Linked DNA regions of Hordeum vulgare: region 1 is linked to region 2. The links are chromatin contacts, called in public Hi-C maps. All regions are on one chromosome and are shown on one strand. The core of a region is the stretch at or near the end of the contact, and the rest is flanking DNA. Distances in the headings are between cores, read along the strand shown.

What was found. A called contact is a pair of places that touch in the nucleus more often than the background predicts.
Region 1: a contact with region 2 is called in a Hi-C map of seedling, with 2.6 times the contacts expected there. The contact joins two enhancer-like sites. A contact is called at or near these places in 2 of 6 Hi-C or Micro-C datasets (leaf and seedling).

The regions. Positions count from the first base shown.
Region 1 is chr2H:79,853,299-79,856,101 of MorexV3_pseudomolecules_assembly, reverse strand. No RefSeq gene overlaps it. Among protein-coding and RNA genes, the nearest start is that of LOC123429644, 12 kb to the left of the region's middle. Within about 2 kb of position 1,496, at least 3 of the 3 cell types and tissues checked have open chromatin away from gene starts, as enhancers often do. A contact at or near this core is called in leaf and seedling, where this site is marked.
Region 2 is chr2H:79,658,338-79,661,150 of MorexV3_pseudomolecules_assembly, reverse strand. No RefSeq gene overlaps it. Among protein-coding and RNA genes, the nearest start is that of LOC123433646, 100 kb to the right of the region's middle. Within about 2 kb of position 1,425, at least 3 of the 3 cell types and tissues checked have open chromatin away from gene starts, as enhancers often do. A contact at or near this core is called in leaf and seedling, where this site is marked.

The DNA of each region.
Region 1 (2,803 bases), core at 247-2,746, 190 kb before region 2:
TTGGTGCCCTTGATGATAGTGTTAGTTGTGTTTTGGCTGAGGGCTCTTACATTTTCACCTTATTATGACATGTAGTTCAGCTTGTGTATGTTTAGTGTTATGATAGAGTACTTTGATTGCAAAAAGTGAAACTAGATATGATGACTTCAAAAAACCTTGATGTAAGTTTTAGTGTTATCACAAATGTCATTCATTTTTGTTCCGTTTCAATTTGTTTGAGTTGGTATACTTTGTTCAATAAATCAATAAGATCAGACTATTTGTTACATGAGGAAAACCATGGCCGGAGTATGCCTCCCTCTAACGTGTCCCTGTTGGTGTATTTTATCTATGTTGCAATTTTCTTCTCGCCCTTTTACATAGATATTTAGGCACACCCTTTTGCTGATAATTTGGAAAAGAAAAAAACATACAACAACATAAATTGGAACACGTGTAGACCATGCTCCAGTGCTCCCTCGAAAATCAAAATGTTTTTTCTATCTCAATTGTTTCCAACTTCCTTATGTGAAACTATTGAATGCTTTCTCATTCCTTTAGAAATCAAAGCCTCTTTGATTTGCATGATCTCCAAAACACTGGAATGGAAAAACACATGAATGAAGTGGCACACGATCTTCAATCCCATATGATTAGTATGTATGTTTCTTTGCACACAAGAAAAATGTAGGATTCTTCACACGAGGTTGGATTGAGACATTGGATGAAGATTTTCCTACGAAAACTAGTACAAACGAATCTCAAGGAAAAAATCTATGAAATTTAATTCTATGAATCAAACAGCCAATGCATACAATTTTTTTTGCAAGCATTTGAATCAACCAGCCCCAAACCGCTATATATACGTAGAACTCCTTTTTTTCGAAAAGGAGGCCTCGCCCCGGCCTCTGCATCGAGTGATGCGTGCATCCATTTTTTATGTACTGAAAAGAATACGTTGTTGTGTGTATACGTAGAACTCCTACAAAACAAAGAGAGCTAATGCTTATGAAGTTGGGCTATTGTACGAGTTTCTTTTGATTATCCAATTCTCCACTAAGGTCCACGCTTCTGGCTTATACCCCCTTCGTTTCTAAATATAAGTCATCCGTATGGAGTTTGTAGTGATTTAAAAAAATATATATTTAGGAAGAAGAGGGAGTATATGACCTACTACATGAAATCACATTGCTATTTGTCATTGCTCGATGCCGATATATACCTTGCTAATTGTCATTGCTCCAACCCCATTGTAGACCCTTGACTTTTGTCTACTTTGCTGTAAGTATATACAGTACTCGATCAGTGTGCATGTTTGTATACCACGGCGCTAGCTAGCTACTACTACGACTGTATAGCCGCTACGACATTAGGTGAGGGGCGGAGGCGATGGAGGGACCCCTGCTTTGATAGTCAAACCACCAGCACCACTGGATGCATGATCTGGGGCCAGCCTGGACCGTACGTCACCCGTCTGATCGATGATGCCCCACCTACGGACGGCCTCGGCCTCGCCTCCCCCCCATCCACTTGATTTGACTTTGCTGATGGAAATGTGCCGCCGGCCGCTCGGCCCCGTGTCTACGCCTGCCGACGCCTGCGACCTGCTGCTGTCTGCCCGCGCCGCGCCGCGCGTATCCCAGAAAGGAGAAAGCCACGGCGCTGGTCGGCGGGCAAGCGCTTGGCTTCTTCTTCACCGGCCGGCCGTAGTTGGTGAGTCAAAAGCACCCGGTTGAGGTTCCATCCGTCGCCCCGATTCTTCTGACGTCCTTCCTAGTACTAGCCATAGACGGACCAAATGTAGCTGTAAAACAGTGGCCGGTGCGTGATCCGTCCACGGTTGGTGCATGCCCCTGCATGGGCAAGCTACAAAACTAATCGAGCTATCGATGCATAGCTCTGTTCAATCATCCTTTAGCACACACTCGATCGTGCATGCACTCGTACAGTGGAGGGGCCATGCATGGGACGGAAATTCAACCAGCATCGTTGTCCTCCTCACGGTGCCGAATAAAGGCAAAGGATGATTGAGCAGAGCTGAGGCCGGGGAGAACTGATTTCTTTCGCTGCATCCATCCATGCATGCATCCGTGAGGCGATCGATCGATTGGTCCAATGGTAGTTTGATGGGTGAGCTGGCTGGCTGACCCCATAAGCAAGCTAAGCTAAGCTTGACGATTCAAGTTCATTAAACTCGACGGATCATGGTTCATTCGTTCATGCATGGACCAGCAACACCGGCCCTGCATGCTGTACGTACGTACGTACGTACGTGCGCGTGTCGGGTCAGATCGATTGATTCAACTCAACCACATGTAGTGTAGTGTAGATAGCTAGCTGCATGCCAACGTACATGCGTAGAGCGTAATAATCTACTCCATCAGCATATGCGTATTTTTCCAGTTTTTGCAAGGTGGAATCGACGATCGACAAGATCAGCCGAAACGCTGACTAATCAAAATAATTAGTGTAGGTATACACTCATTTTTGCATCTAGTATATGCTACCCCAGCGGGCACAATGGCGTACGTACCTGTGTCGCCCAACCATGGAACAATGTTGCTGGCCGGTACGATGCTACGCAACCGCTACGACCCCACAACCAGAGACACACTTCATGCATGCAGCTGCTTAATTAGTCTTTTTTGTTTGCGAATAGCTGCTTAATCAGTTTTTTTGTTTGCGAATAGCTGCTTAATCATCTAGCTGACTAGCCACGCGGGCATCATGTGCACCAGCCCAAACGAACGAAACCATACGCAAGGAACAGAGGTGCCGGGAAAAGATTCCCAGTACATAGACTTTCTGTACGTACGTACGTGAT
Region 2 (2,813 bases), core at 176-2,675:
CGCTCCGGCGATCTCCGGCTGAGCCTCGGCACGTACGACACGGCGCACGAGGCCGCCCGCGCGTTCGACGCGGCGGCGTGGCGCCTAGGCAGGCCGCGACTGCAGATGAACTTCCCCGACGTCCGCACGCTCCAGCAGGCATTAGACCTGGCCCCGCCGCCTCGTCTTAACTCCGCACAAGACCGTGCGGAGCACACTGCGATGCAGCGCCGCCTCCTCGTCGCCCAGGAGGACGAGCGGGTCATGGCGGAGTGGCGTCGGCGCCACCCGGAAGACGTCGCCTACGAGCAGGAGTACTGGGAACGGCGTCGCGAGGAGGACACGCGCCGGCGTCGCGAGGAGCGGTTGGATAGACGTCGTCGGAAGGCTTTGACGTGTGCGCAGGCCGACCTCGTCAATGCAGGCGGGAGTTCCTTCTTCACTGAAGAAGATGAACGATGGTTTGACATTTGGCTGTCAACCTCCGACGACACCGACGATGATGGTGGTGCAGATGACTGGAGCGACTAGGATTATTATTATTTTTATCGAACTATCTAGCACCGAACTATCTATCTATGTTTTCGAACTACCTATCTAGTTGCTATCTATGTAAAATAACTTTGTATCTTTTTTATTTAAATGCAATCTATTTATTAAAAAAAATTGTGCGCGCTGCTGGAGCGGAGCACGCGCTGCAAACCAGCGCGGCTGCTGGAGCCAGCGCTGCGCGACGCGCAAAACCAGTCACCCAGCGCGCTGCAAACTTGTTTTTTAGGCGCGGCGCGAAGCGCGTCTGTTGAAGATGCTCTTAGGGTATGTACGTGTCAACCGGTAATCAAACCTCTTTTTGTTTATTTCTGCTGGCTGGGGTCGTGTGTCATGGCCGGTGCAATTTTTAATTTTATTTTAGGATATATGGCCGGTGCAATTAGTAGTAACTGATCTATGCAAAAAGTTTCTTTCGGGATCAAATAGTAACGTGACAAAACCTGTGTGAACTCCGGGCCAAGCAAACAAAGGCGATCGATCGAGTGTGGTTTTCTGGGTGGTGGGACAGCTGGTTTATTGCGTATGCAATGATTTGTAGATAGGCACAGTGTACCGTTATACCACAAAATACATAGTACTACTCCGTAGAATATATTCGGGTCGGTGTTAGAATAACCACCATGATTCGACAGCGCACTCTTCATACCACCATTGCAGTATTAGCAAAGAAAAGATCGATCGAACAAATAATTCGCATGATATAATCGGAGTAGCAGTGAATGCAGTCGAGCTGCGCAAGTACCCGTGCGTGTGGGTGGCATATCTGTAATGAGGCTGTATCACTGTACAAGTGTACGGTGTATGTACATACATTTGGCTCTGGCCTATGGGTACGAATTATTTATGGGAGTTGGTTCAGCTTAATGCTGTCGTTGGTGTGGTCCTCTCTAGTGGCCAGTTGTTCCGGCTAGACGGACACAGAAGATCCGGCCCCGTCGTCCTTGCACTCGCAGCGCCGACGACTTCAGGTGCCTCCCACACTATCTCGGGGGATCTTCAGTGCCACAGGAGTCCTTCATCCTCCACGTGGCACGCGCATTCCTTTAGAGCAACTTTAATGGGGCAACCTATTTCGTCCGTCATCGTCGTTTGGGTCTGCGCGGGCAAAAGTGATGACCCAACGCACGGACCCATTTTCTAAAACGCGTCCGTTTTGTGTCCGTGCCGACCCATTTCTGGCTTAAATTTGGGATTGAAATGCGTCGGCGCGGACACAAAGAGGACGCGCGCGTCCTCTTTGTGTCCGCATGTGCCCGGCCTGACCGACGTGTCACACAGTCACCCACCTACATCTGCCTGTTTATTTAATTCGTTGGCTCACCCCATCCACCTTTATTTCATTATTATATTGTTATAGTGTTGTTGTCCACGTGCTTTTCGTTGAATTCATGTGCTAATATATTTAAAAAAACAAACACAGATATACCGACAAACGACCCAACGAACGAAAAGCGAACAAAATCGCCGTCCGTTTAGCTCGGTTCGTTGGAATTGCCCTTATTTCCTAGGCCAGAGGGGAGAGAACAGACGTCGTATATTGAAGACTGGCTTCTGCGCCTCCCTGATAACCAGACATCAGTATTACCTCCGTCCCGGTGTATAAGTCATTCGCGTAGTTCTAGGTCGACAATTTAACTACCTAAATATGTATCATATATAATAAGAAATATATATTTAGAAACTACATCCGTGTAGATATCTAGTGATATACTTTTCATGACATATAACACATATTTAATTTCTCAAATCGGTGACCTAGAACTACGCGAATGACTTATACACCGGAACGGAGGGAGTAATAAAATATTGCCACTGTCAAAAGAAAAAGGGAATTGTCCGATTCTCGTGTGAAAATCCCGGATGAAAAGTGTAGCCCAACCTGACGATCAAACAACGCTTTCTATGCTTCTAAAAGTTGCTCAAGTTTTGGTTTGTAGCCAGCGATGATTTAGCAACTCTTTTCAGTTCAAAACAAATCATTACATTACATACAGTTAAGGTACTAGGTGTGGATGCAAGGTCAGGAACTTGACGCGTGCGTGCGGTGGTCAAAACCCGAAAGGAAAATGTGTAGATGGGTTGGCCACCTTTGCAAAGACGATGATGAGTTTGAGGCTGTGACTGAGGCACATGCACGCACAAGAGAAACAGCAGAACCGAGCTGGTGTTGGGTCCAAGGGACAGGGCTGCACAAGTCAAAGCCCTCGTCCCAGAGAAAAAGGACGCCGTACCCACCGTGGTACCTGCATGTACGACCGACTGGCAACGACGACGTACAGTGC